2 separate regions of the Oryctolagus cuniculus genome follow, and region 2 is linked to region 1. A link is a contact called in public Micro-C data. All regions are on one chromosome and are shown on one strand. The core of a region is the stretch at or near the end of the contact, and the rest is flanking DNA. Distances in the headings are between cores, read along the strand shown.

Region 1 (6,802 bases), core at 2,720-5,219:
GGGTTCTGTGTTCTGCTTTGGGGAGCTGAGTGCAGAGAAGCCACGTCACTTAGTTCTGGCATCTGGCTGTCTCTGAAATAACCTTCACGATCTACGGTCTTATGTCACTTACTTCTCTAGATGGGGCTCTGCTCCCTGGAAGAACAGTCAGTCACACGAAAGGAAGGGTTACCAACGAGCTCCTCGACTGTCCTGCAGAGTGCCTGCCTTCGGCTAAATCTCTCGTGAAAAATACTTTTGAAAGTATCTGGAAGGACTTTGGGTGCTTCAAACACATTTTACACATCACTTCAGGAGAGCCACATCTTTTACATTAGTCTTCATTAGGCTTCCTGGGTCCTCCCTGGAACTTAATGACTCGCCCATAAATCCATTTTGTATGAGTAAATTGGTCTTGACATCACAATTTTTCCCATCGCTTGGCTCAAGTAATTTTAAGTTTTCATCTTTTAAATTGGAAAAGGCAGAAGGAACACTTCTGACAACCTCTGAAGCAAGAGATGAGACTCTTGAACCATGAACACATGCGGAGGAAAACCTCTTCGTTCTGCAGGGTCACCTTGCCTACACGTCTCCCTTCAAAACGCAAGCCACGGTCATGCTCTGCGCCTCCCCCTCCACGGACTCCTGCCCAGGCCTGGTCTCACTGACCTATTTTCCTAAACGGCTACGAAGGCAGAGGCAGTATATTTCCTGTCAGAAGCAACCAAGAGGTCTGGCACAGAATACCTGGGAGCCTCCCTGCGGGGTTTTCTGGGAAAAGAACAGGGGGGAAACAAGACCAAACTGTACTCAGCCAAAGCTGGGATTCACGTAGAAAGCCCGTGAGGTGGAAAGCAGAACTAAGGCTTGACCCCAAAGCCAGAGCCCTGTCGAAGGTACACACAGCGGCCCTTCCGAATACGCCAAGGTTCTCCTGTCACACCTGGGAATGGCCAGAGAGAGAGAGATTCAGTCCAAGAGTAGTAGCATTGCAGGGGAAATGCCCTTTAGTGATGACTACTGTAAACTAGCCTGCAAACACACATCACGGCCAGTGGGACGAAACACACCCAGCGCGATTCTGAGCCATGCCACCGAGCCGAAGATGTGCAAATCCTTTGTCTGGGCAAAGTTCACCTGGGGAGCTAGGGTGTTCAGAGTTTAGGGTGAAAACAATTTGAGAAGCAAAAAATTGCAAGGGAGCCTAACCTTATAACTCAAGTAAACACAGCACTGGACTCATATCCATGTCTGAGGAGGGCATCAGACAGCGAGTAGGAACAGCTCTCTAAATATACTCCCCACGGGAGTGCCTGCCTGGCCTCTGAAGATGTCAATGGAGGCTACTTCCAAGGGCCAAGTCCGTCCACTCACAGCACCTCTGTCCACCCTGTCACAGCCCTCGTCAGGTTGATTTGCGACAGGTTGCCTAAGGCTGTGGGAGAGAAATTCAAGGCCAGTGCCAAGCAATACCCCTGTGCCAGCCCCATGCCTGCTAGCCCCAATTACGGGTACAGTGACCAGTACATTATCATGCATGTATTTAAATAGCTAGTAACCTAGTGGTAAGGCTATTACTGCCCACCAAATAAGGGGGAAATGGAAAAGAGAAAACAGGAAGGGTTGTGGGCTGTCAAGAACAAGGGGCGTCTGAATCTGCAGGAATGTCTTCAAAATGCAGATTCCTGAAGCACACTCAGGCCAAGAGGCACTGCAATCTCCACTTTAGGAAGTCCCCCAGGTAACTCCTCTAGGCAAGTGGTCTTGCCCCCTCCCTCAGGAAGTCCCCCAGGTAACTCCTCTAGGCAAGTGGTCTTGCCCCCTCCCTTGGGGAACTTGGGAAATCTCTGGATTATCTACCTGACAGAGGGTACTGCTGGTGCCTGGGGGACACTGACCACCAGTCTCGCTACACATTCTGCCACACACAGCGCAGCACCCTCAGCGGAGGATTAGCTAGTCCCACATGTTGACTACACTGAGAGATCCTGCAATAAGCCCTAAAATTAAAAAAAAAAAAAATCCACCATTCTCTGGTCTTAAAAACAAGAATTTTAAAGAAATCATCAAGGTATAACAAATGAAAATGAACACAGTTCAGTCTAACCAGATGATGAAGTGTTAGTTATATCTTACTAGGGATATTTTATTCCCAGATACAGGGAATCTGAAAACAACTGTCAAGTTCTTGAAGGGGTGGCCTTTCTATGTAATGAACTTCTAGTCCTGGCCTTGCAAATGTCACTCTTTCATTTTCCAGTGCTATGGATACCTCAGATGATTAAAACCTCTCAACAAGTCACTCGGCACAATTCTAAAAGGAGCAAATCCAAGTGCCACAGTTTGGTGAGAGTCTGTCTGATGCTGCGTGAAGAGTACTCACTTGGGAGGCAGGAAACCTGAGTTCTAATTCCAGCTCTGCTACCGAATTAGCTGTGACTTGGATAACTCATCATTTCACCTCTCAAGGCCCCGGCTTTCTCATCTGCAAAATAAGGGAATTATGCCAGATGACCACTGAAATCTCTCTCTGCTCTAACGTTCAGTTAGCCTACGCAGTAACTCCAAAATACACACACGCGTGGATGTGCGTGCACACACACACACACACACTCATACTCTCACATGCCTCTGCAGATTCCCGCACAAGATTCAAGCAAGCAGAACTGCCCAACACTGCAGTCATAAATGACAGCACCTGCAAACAGACGCTCCACCTCCCTGTTTGGCAGGTTGGAAATATATTATGAGCCACCAGACTTTTCATGAAATAAGCTCAGTTGTATTAAAATTACGTAAACTACTAGGGCTGTTTTTGAGGACAAGCTGTCCATGTGTATGAAGACTAAAGAAACACCTTATATGATTACAGAATGTAATGTAGTAATTTCTGCGAATCCAGCTCGAGAAAACACCGCAACACTGTTAGGGAAACTTCTTATCATGGATACTAAAATCAAACAGGAACCGAAAAACAACTTAGATTTTTCCACAGTAGGGGAATAGCTAAGCAATGTATGGGACTTACACAATGACAGACTGGGCAGCCGAGCTAAGGGAAATACAAAACCAGAAATGACAGATACTTAGATGGAGTTTTTAAACGGAAGCGGAAATCGATACTGTTAATAAAATGTGTACCGTCTTAGCTACAGCACGAACTAGTACACACAACAGCAAGAGACCGTGGCTGGTGGGATTTGGGGAGGACTAGCTTCTCCACTTCCAAGTTGCCTACAACAGTCCCGTCTAACTGATAGGGAGAGGTGGGAGAAAGGCACTCGGGGAGAGCCTTATCAACGCGAGGTGCACCTGCGGTTCTCAGTCGTCCGAAGCAACATACCCACACGGCTCGCACGTGCACATTCCCGCCCAGAAAACTATGGGAACCGGGTTGGGGCCCCGACTCGACCGCCCAGCTCCTCCCAAGATCTGCCGTAGCCACCCTCGTGGCGTGGTCCTGAGTACCGGGCGGAGCCGGGACCCGCCTGCGGGCTCGGCTTTCCCGCGGAATCCCCGGGCTAGCGTCGGGGTTCCCTGGGAGCTGAGCCGGTGCCGCAGCTCACCACACGCTCCCGGCGCCGACCACCCGGGACCCCGCGGCCACCCCAAGCCCGCTCGAGAGCGCGTGGGCGCGGCATTCCGCCGGCACCGGCTCCGGCGGGCTCCGAGGTCCGTGCTCCCTCCAGGGGTGCCAAGCCGCTCCCGCCGGGCCCTCCTCCCCGGGCCCGGAGCCGCTGCAGTCGCCGCTTCTCCGCGAGACGGCACCCGGGGGCCTCGAACCTGAGGCTGCGCGCGCGGCCCCGACGTATGCCCACGCGGCAGTCCGGCTCACCTCTCGGCCAGGATCCAGAACCCTCACTCCAGGCGGCCCCCAAGCCCGGCCTCCACGGACAATCGCAGCGAAAACCGAAACCGCCGAGGAAGCGGCACTTTCCAGCTTCAGCCAATCAGTGCTTTCCTCGACTACGGGAGCCCGCGGCACCCGAAAAGGTCCAACCTCGCCGGAGCGCGCAGCTCCGAGTCTCCGGGTTTATTTAAGGGCAGAATTGGCGCAACCGGTTAAGGCAGCAAGCGCCCGAGTTCCCCCTTTTAACAGAAAAGCTAATATGGAGACAAAACAAACCTCCAAAAAGCGGCAGGTGATCTTTTGAGCAAGATCTTTCTGCAGAAGTGTAAGAAAGAACTTGAACTCATAGGAAACTGTAATTTAATCACTAAAAAAAATGATGATGCGTTCGTACCCAGAAATATCCTTGAATAATTTATAGAAAATAAGCAGCCTCAAGTCTTTAAATTCACCTTCGAATATTAAGTGTCTGAAGACTACGGCATTGTTAGCAAGAGGATTGTTTCCATGGCAATGTTAATTGATACAAAAAGAATAGCATCACTAGTGTAACTCCAAGTTATAATGGCTTGAGTTGCATTCTGTGATAAACCAGTCCCAGTTGGAAATGGTGTTCAGACCTTGTTTACGTTGCTGCTGTGGGAGCTTGGTTTGGTGAATTCTCAATATTCTTGCTATTCACAGAAATGAAGAGGAGAATGAAAACCCATTGATTCCTGTATTCCAAGACTTGATTCCTTTGATTTCCTGCACTCACCCACTCATCAGCTTAAGAGTTCTACTCTAATTCTGTTCGTGATTTGTAACACTAGGAACAAAGTGATAATATCCTTAGAACACATTCTTAAACCTGGATGTTATGGGATGTAAAATGTGTAGGTTTTTTCTAAGACGAATTTCCTCCTCTTGTGACCTCCCTCTCAGCTGAAGGCAGAAGACCCTTTGACTGACTCCATGAGCACAGAATAAGTGGGTGTGATCTGAGGAAGAAGAAAGGCTTCTTTATATCCTTCCAGAAAAGCTCAGTTTGGGTAAAGACCAAAACAGTTACAGATTTCCTGCACAGGCTCTTTTTGAAGTTCTTGCAATGTAGAAAGTAATGTAAAGTACCATTGAAATCAAATAATGAACTGCAAAGAACACATGTAATAAGATGGGAAGCTCTAGCCCTAAAAACTTGGTTCACAAAAGACATCAAATTGCACCCCATGCCTCACTGGTTGTTTTAATTACTCAAAAGATAAGTTTGCCATTCATAGCTGCTTTCTTTGACCACAGAGCCCTGAGGAAGCCATGAAGACTGATGTGGTGGGCAGGGCGTGGTGAGCATGTTTAAGGGCCTGGTTCATCCGCACAGCAGCTGCTGCTCTCCCAAGGGAGACAGCTCGGTCAGGCCCCAGCTAGACAAATGGGTTGGGTACCATGGATTAGTCCATGAGCCAACAAGCTTATCATAAGTGTGGCTGTTCCCAGGGTCCCCTTGGCAACTTAGTATTGGTTTTTACGAACTTGCAAGGCATCTTTCCATATTTCACAGTTTTTTTTTTCCAGTATCTCTCACCATACAAGGAAAACATGTATGAGACTTTTTCTGAACACTGTCCATCAAGAACTAGTCTTCAAAGCTCTAAACATGAACATGAGCTTATTCAGGAGGCATCCTATCAATAATTTCATAGTTTAGTTGTAAAATTGATGCCCCCTGCTGACACAATCTTAGCATCCAAGTTCATCATTTACAGTAGAGTTTGCTCTTGGTGCTGTGCATTCTATTGTTTTTGATAAATACCGAGTGACATTGGTCCACATTTATAGTATCATACAGATTAATTTCACTGCCTTAAAAGTCCTCTGTGGTCTACCTATGCATATCTCCCAGCCCCATCCCTGGCAACCACTGATCTTTTTATTGTCACCATGGTTTTGCCTTTTCCAGAATGTCACAGAGCTGGTATCATAGCACAAACAGTTGGTGGTGCACGCCCTGCACACCCCACAGCACAACCTTTTTAGATGGGCTTCTTTCACTTAGTTATATACATTTTCAGAATTCTACGTGTTTTTCATGACTTGATAACACATTTCTTTTAAGCATTAAGTAATATCCATTGTCCAAATATGCCATAGTTTATTTATCCATTGATAAACGCAGGGCATTTTGGTTGCTTCCAAGTTTTGGAAATTTTTAACAAATCAGCCATAAGCATCCTTGTGCAGGTTTTTTGTACATGTAAGCTTTTAGCTCATTTGGGAAAATCCCAAGGACAGTAATTTCTGAATCATAATGGGAAGAGTAAGTTAGTTTTGCTTTTTTTTTCTTTAAGTTTTATTTTATTTACTGGGAAGGCAGACTGACAAAAAAGTGGGAGAGACAAAGAGAAAAAGACATCCATAGATTCACTCCCCAAAAGGCCTCAACAGTTGGGGCTGAGTCAGGCCAAAGCCAGGAGCCAGGAACTCCAGCCAGGTCTCCCATGTGAGTGACAGGGCCTGAGCACTTGGACCATCCTCCCCTGCTTTCCCAGGCACACTAGCCATTAGCAGGAAGCTGGGTAGGAAGTGGAGTTGCCAGGACTCAAATATGGGACACCTGCAATGCACACAGTTAGCAGTTTAACTCACTGCACCACAATGCCAGCCCCAGCATTGTGATTGTTTGTTTTGTTGTTGTTGTTGTCGTTTTAAGAAGCTGCTGAATTGTCTTCCAGTGTGGTGGTACCATTTTGCATTCCCAGGAGCAAAGAGCGAGAGTCCATGTTGTTCTTCCTCCTCACCAGAATTTGCTATTTTCAGTGTTTTGGATTTCACCTATTCTAATGGATGTGCAATGCTGGCTCACTCTTGTTTCATTTGCAATTTTCTAATGACACATGATATGGAGAACCCTTTTGTATGTTTGCTTGCAGTCTGTACATCTTCTCTGGTTTCTGTTCAGGTCATTGGCCCATTTTTTAATCAGATGGTTCTTCT
Region 2 (6,923 bases), core at 2,449-4,948, 210 kb after region 1:
AATGTGAGGAGTTTTTTATTTTTTAAAAAAGTTATTATTGTTCTAATTATATTTATGGGTATATTGTAACAATTTGATACATATATTCATGTGTGTGATGATCAAATTAGCTTAGTAAAAGTGTGTTCATCTCCTTAAGCTTTAAGATTCACAATAACTGTAGATATTTATGGGATACAGAGTGATGTTTCGATCAATGACAACTGGCAAAATCAGGCTAATTCACATTTTTCTCTCCCCAACATTTATCACTGTGATACCCTTTGTATGTGGAGTCTATGAGTGCCTGTCTTTTATTTATTCATAAAATGTGTAACAGTTTATTGTAAATGTGGTCCCCCTGCTGTGCCAGGGAACACTAGAACATACTCTTTTTTACCACTGTCTTGGTATTCCCTATCCAACCAGCCTCTCTGCATACCCCCTTCTCAACATCCAGGAACCCCTATTCTACATTCAGATCAATTTTTTTAGCTTCAACATAGGAGAGAGAAAATGCAGCATTTGTCTGTTTCTGTTGGACTTATTCACAACATAATGTCCTCTAGTTCCATCCATTTTCCTGCAAATGATAGGATACCATCCTTTTTTAAAAAATAGATAAATAAGATTCCACTGTATATATCTACTATATTTTCTCTATCTGTTTAGTTATTCATGGGCAGTTAGGTTCATTTTTGTGAATAGTGCAGCAATAAACACAGGAGTACAGGTATCTCTTTGATTTCTTTAAGATGTATATCCAGAAGTGGGATAACTGGATCATATGGTATATCTAATTTTATTTTTTTGGGGGGAAACTTCACATAGCAAAAAGAAAGTGATAGTTTCTTAAAGGTTATTTGGAGTGTGGAATCTGCAACCATAACCATGAACTTTTCAAGTAAAATCCATTGGTCTACCTTGTACTTTTAAGAAGATCTTTTATTACAGCACTATTTAGTAACACCATGCATTGATCATTTGAAAGATATTCGTTCAAGGTATTATGCAAATCTTCCAAAATGTTGACACAATATCAAAATGTCACATGTATTAACGTCACCACAGATCTCATCAGAAAAGCCTTTAGGTATTAGCAAGCTGTTAAACTCATGGTGATGGATACAAGTTATCTCAAATTCTAATTTCTGCTTGTAAGTGCAAGTGTGGGCATTGCCAAAACACACTATGCATTGTTTTCCTTGAGGTCACAGGCTCATGTCTTTGAGAAGTACCCAAGTCTGAGTTTGTCTGTCAGTCATTCCTTAAAGAAAAAGTCATGTTTGATGAGGAATAGCAGCTATTTCAAACAATCTCATGAGTGATTTTCCTTCAGACAACGGATGCACCTAAGTGTGCAGCAGAAGTGCTTTATATGTACCTACCACTTTGTCACAAAGACTATTTGAAAGGCTTGTACTCAAGGGTTGAGATTTAATAAAATTAATAATTTTTACTGCTCCATCAAGGACATTCTTAACCTTTCTTTTTTTTTTTTTCTTTCTCTAAGCACATGGCAGTGAAGAACACCAAGACTATCACTGCATTTTGGTGCCTGTGCCTTGATTTAGGCTAAGGCACCTGCATTTATCTGCCATTGCTTTTGCATCATTACTGCAAATGTAAACAAAGGTTCAAGGACAAAGAAGCCCTTGGTGTTATGATGAGAATGATTTTGACCTCCCGGACAATGCTGCTCTCTTTTTCTAATCCACCTTTAGCAATACCTGAGCGTGGAGTGAATTTACGCTTGTGAAAGCAAGCGCTTATGAAACATCTTCTTAGAATGCACAATCTATTTTAATCTTACATTTGGTAGGTAATGGAGATGGAGGTGGAGAAAGTGCTCTAATTATTAAGAAAAGATAAGCTTTTAAAATCTTTGTCCATGGGAGTGATTCAAACAGAATATTGCAACCATGGTCCACAATAATCCCTGCTAACAGTTCGTAGCTTTGGGCCTTCAAAAGGCGTACATTCTCAAAATCACTTACTCATTTCATATTAAAACCCATTATAGTAACCTTCAGCAATTTATCTTCCTAATATTTTAGGTTAGTCTTTCATTAAAATTAGTTTGTGTTGCCTGAGCAGAGAGCAATTGAGGATGAGATGCAAATGACCTTGAAGAGTGTTTTATAACACAGAGATACCAACGTGAGATTTAAACAGAGATTGTCCTGTCCTTATTTCCATTTCCATTGTTGTGTACAACTTCAAATAATTTTTGGAAAGAGGTGGAGGTATGAATAAATTCAATTTAAAAATGCTTTTGGCTGTTGATAGAACACCTATATAATTAAAAGTTGACAGCATTTGCCTCCATGCCTTTAAAAGGTCGCAGGAAATCTACTCTGTTTTGAGGAAAGGCCTAAAGTGTGTTTTCAATTACAGCGTAGTAAACATTGCAAGCAGTCACAGCAATTCAGGGAGAGGTGGTGAGGTGTCCATTGCAGAATAGTGATACTCAGCATCCCAGGCAAAGGTTCTGAGGAAGCAGTGGTGGGGTGTCAGGACCTTCTGTGTACCCTGTATTAGGTGGGAAGGATCCTACACACTCAGGGCAGTGGGTTGACTTAGAATGAATGATGTATCATTAGTCTGATGTATCATTCAAATATCAATTTCAAGTGCAGCGCTACTGACAATAGACAGAATCATGGCCAGCTGAATTTGTTCTGAATTGAAAGGTAGTTCTACTTCAAATGATAACACAGAGAAACTTCACGGACTACTTTTGTCTGTTTGTTTGTTTTGTTTTAATCAACATTCCAGGAAGCAGTGTTTTAAGGCTAAGGAAAACCATGTTAAACTTGCCTGCTCTCTGTTTTGGTTTTAGATTGAACTCAAGCAGGTGTTTTAAACTATTGCTTCATTCAGATGGCACACTTGTCGCTGGGAGGCTAGTTCTTCCAGTGGGAGCTGGCAGGGAGGGGTTCATCCTGAGATTTCATTATCAATGAAAGACATCTTTGGGGAGATACAGTGCTCTTTAAGCTTTGCTAATAAAAGTGTGCACTATAAAGCCCTATTGTTATTTTCAAAGGAGTGCTTTGGAACTTAACCCCCATGGCTCTCTGTAACACCACTGTAGTTGTCAGAACTAAGTCAGAACCTCAAAGAGACATCTGTTATTCACGTAAACTTATAGAGTGTCATTTGAATGTTCTCTATCTGCACCATGCCTCCACCTCCTCTGAGGGAAAAGTCTATTTAAAAATTGGTAGGAAAATATTTAACATAATAAGATGATGAGTCAGTTCTTCAAAAGCTAAAAAGGGAAGATGTAGTTAAATAATGCACCTTTTTATTTTTTAGCTACATCTGACTCATGACACATAATGTATTCTGCTAAGTTCAAAGTTTCCCTTGACAAAGAGAGTTTTATGAAACAACTCTTCTTCAGACCATTTTTTACTTCAATTATAGTAGCAGGTTTTGGAGTTTAAATCATTAACAACCTCTGAGTGAACTTTTATCCAAATGACTGCAAGTCACAAAGAGACCCAAGTCCTCTTTCACCAACTACCTTTTGTGCCAGAGTGAGACCCGTCCTTTTCTGTTTTTTTCCCCTCTCTCTCTGCTGCTCTTTGAAGAGCGATGTGTGATTTGTAAAGTAATCAAAGTGTGCTTCAGCTAATGAAAAGTATCTTGGGCTCATAGAATGCACACTGGCATTGGTGCAGGGTAAACTTCGCCTACCTGCTTTGCTGCTGGGGAGAACTGGACATTTCAGAAGTCAGGATTGCTGTGCCTGGTGCAGGAGTATCAGGTAGCACTGGAACCACCCATCAGGGGTGACCTAATCTTATTTTCCCCCTTTGTCAAGGGGCTGTAATTCTCATTTAGGACAGCATTTTTCAGTTTTAACTCCACTGGACAACTCCAAAAACCGAGCCACTCACACCATCCACCTCCTTATCGCCTGCACCATATGCTGTCTTTTTATTTTTTAAAAAATTATTTTTATGGGCACGTTTTGGGAGAGTGTAGCCCCCAGAGTCCAGGTGATGGGGGTGAGGGAGTCCTCCTCTGAGCGACCAAAGCCTTGAAGCCTTTTATACAGAACAAAACGCAGTGGAATAAACAAAAGAAAGTTCAGAGCAAAACCTCTCTCCTCTTCAGAAATCAGAAAAATAATGAGCCGATCGTGGTCGAAAGAGTGGGAAAAACTTTTTTCCCCCTAGATGTGGCGACTAGCGGGATAGACGCGAAGAACTCCATCCCACCCCCGCGCGCGCGCCCCCCAGTCTCTGCAGACCGAGCGGTTGTAAATCTGAGGCTGAGTCCGCCCTGGGAGCCTAGGGCACCTTCCTCTTGGCTGTGTGTGTGTGTATGTGTGTGTGTGTGTGCGCGCGCGTGTGTGTGTCTAGCTCTCGCTCTTTCCCTCAGTCTGTGCTTCTGTGTGTGTGTGAGTGTGTGTGTGACAGAGAGAGAGAGCGCGCGAGAGGAGAGAGAGAGAGCGAGAAAGAGAGCGAGCGAGCGAGAGAGCGAGCTGCGAGCTGTGCTGCCGCCGCCGCTGCCCTTTGATCCCGACATTAGTGTTAGGGGCTCGGAGACACAGAGCGCGGCCATAGACACCGCCGCACCGGCACTCATTTATTTATACCTCCCATCACACACGCGAGCACAGGACACACACACACTCACACCTATTAGATCCGTTTCCATTGAAGAATATTACGCTCGCGGACAAGCCAGGTGCACGACCAAAAATTTAAAAAAAAAAAAAAAAAGAAAGGAAAGAAAAGAAGAAAACCCCTCTTCTGGCTCCAGGAAACCAGCTTCAACCCATTGCCCACAGCGGAGAGAAGGGGTTTCCCCCTGCCCGCCCGCCCGCCCCCCAACTACCTCCCTGCTCCTGCCAGTGTCTGCCTCTGCCCCCACGGGGGTTTATTTGATCTCACATTAACCGAGGAGGAGAATGTGAGAAAAGGGGGAAAATGCCCAGGAGGAAGCAGGAGCAGCCCAAGCGCCTTCCCTCACGTAAGTCATCCCTTCTCCACCTCCTCTCGTGCCATTTTCTCGCCCTCCCTCTCCTCTTTCCCCTCCGCAGCCTCCTCCGTTGTTTTCTGCATTAGTTTAGGGTTACAGAGGTGAAACTGACAAAGACACAGCCCGGGTTACTCCTCGTTTAGGTCTATGCTGAGGCAGCCATGTTGGTGATGATCAGCCCCGTGCCCTTTCTATTCTCTCTCTCTTTTTCTTTCTTTCTCTCACCCCCCCTCTTTTTTCCCTTCAGATCGGGCTTTTTTTCCCCGTCCCCTCCCCCTCCCCCTCCTCACTCCGGGTTGCTGGGGGGAGGGGGCGGGAGAAGGGAGGAGGGGAGTAGTGTGGATGCCGGGGGTTTTTTAATGGGGGGGGGTGGAGGAGGAGGTGGGAGAGGTTGGAATCTTTAAAAAAAAAAAAAAATTCCTTGTGGATCCCGGTGCCCGAGGGTGCGGGGGTCGGGGCGCGCGGAGGGCCGGGGGCCGTGACATGGCGTTTGGGGGGTGCCGGGGCGAGGGCGCGCGGCCGCCCGCCGGGCTCGGGATCCAGGGAGAGGTCCGTCTCCGGCTAAAGGTTGCGCCGGGGTTGGTCGGCCCCGGAGCCGCCGGCGGCAGCGGCGGCGGCGGCGGCTGGAGCAGGAGGAGGCGGAGGTGGAGGAGGCGGCGGCGGAGGAGGGGAGTCGGGGGCGGGCGAGGCGGGAGCGGCCGGGGAGGGTGTGGGGGCACCGCACACAAACACACGGGCACACACGCGCCGCCGGGCGGGCTGCTCCCGCGGCGCCGGGGCGAGGGGGCGCGCCGGGGCGCTGAGGTGGAGGGGGGGCGCGGGTGTTGCGGGGCGGCCGGGCGGGGGGCGAGGCCGGGCAGCGGCGGGCGGATGTGGGGTGCGGGAGCTGCGCCGAGGCGGAGGCAGGAGGCAGGGCGGCTCGCGGCGCGCGAGGTCCCTGCAGAGGCGAGGGGAGGGAGGAGCAGGGCTCCTGGCCGCAATAAAATGCGGGGTCAGTGGGAGCAGACGGAGCCGGGCGAGACTTCGGGCTCTCAGAACCCCCTCCCCGGCGAGCCTGAGCAGAGTCCAGGACTAAAGTGCATCACAGCCCTCCCGGGCGGCAGCCACACACACCAACTGGAGACACACACCCGGCGGCACGGCCCGGTCCCCGTCCCCTCCTCCACCCGCGCCCCCGGTCCCTCAGCGCCCGCCCTCCGGCTTTTCTTTGCGAGACTCTTAACTTTTCCCCCACTCCCTCTCCAGCTCCCCCCCCCCCCCCAATCTTTCTCCGCTTTGAGTGTTCCGAGATGCTGCTAAAGCTAAAAGTGCAGGAGAAAGAAGCAACTAAAAATATCCCCCGGGGCCGCCCGGCTCCTTGAATGCAGGGAAGAGGGGGCAGGGGAGAAGGCGTGGGGCGGGGTGACGGGAGGAGGGGACGCGGGAGGCGCCGGAGGGAGGGGTCGGGGGAGACGGAGGGTCAATTTCTCCTCTCGCTCCCCCCCCCCCCCCGCGCCGCTCCCCTCTCTGCCGGCGGTTTGGCGCTGCCGGGAGCCGATCCTGCAAAAACCCGGGCTGGGGGGTTGGGGGAGCGGAGCCGGAGCGCCCGCCCGCCCGGGTGTCAGGCCGACGTGGTCGGTCACCTGAAGTTCACGGAGGGTGGGGGAAGGGTTAAGGTTATGGTGTCTCGGGCTCGGGCAGCGCGCGAGCGTGTGCGTTTCCGCTGCAGACAGGCAGCGCGATCGATCTCCCCCTCACGGAATCGCCGCGGCGGGGCCCGGCCCGGGGGACCGCCGGGGCGGCGAGGGGGGCGCGGGGCTGCCGGGGCCGGGCGCCCCCGCGGCTCCGTGTCGCCCCGGGGCCGCGGCCGAAGTGGCGAGCAAGGGCACTTGCAGGCAGTCAGCTAGCTCCGCAAACATTCCTCTTTTTCTTTCCCTTTCCCGGTACGCAGGAGTCGACGCGCAGGG

The links. Hi-C and Micro-C count contacts between places; a contact is called where the count stands out from the background.
Region 2: a Micro-C map of ear pinna shows a contact between it and region 1, with 4 times the contacts expected there. The contact joins the promoter of ZNF827 here to the promoter of LSM6 in region 1. A contact is called at or near these places in 2 of 6 Hi-C or Micro-C datasets (ear pinna and an unstated tissue).

The regions. Positions count from the first base shown.
Region 1 is chr8:18,668,258-18,675,059 of mOryCun1.1, forward strand. It overlaps LSM6 (LSM6 homolog, U6 small nuclear RNA and mRNA degradation associated), which reads right to left and starts at 3,970. Exons shown (of 5, transcript XM_008267385.4): 1 at 3,818-3,970.
Region 2 is chr8:18,875,269-18,882,191 of mOryCun1.1, forward strand. It overlaps ZNF827 (zinc finger protein 827), which reads left to right and starts at 3,699. Exons shown (of 15, transcript XM_051820031.2): 1 at 3,699-4,968. The coding sequence starts at 4,926.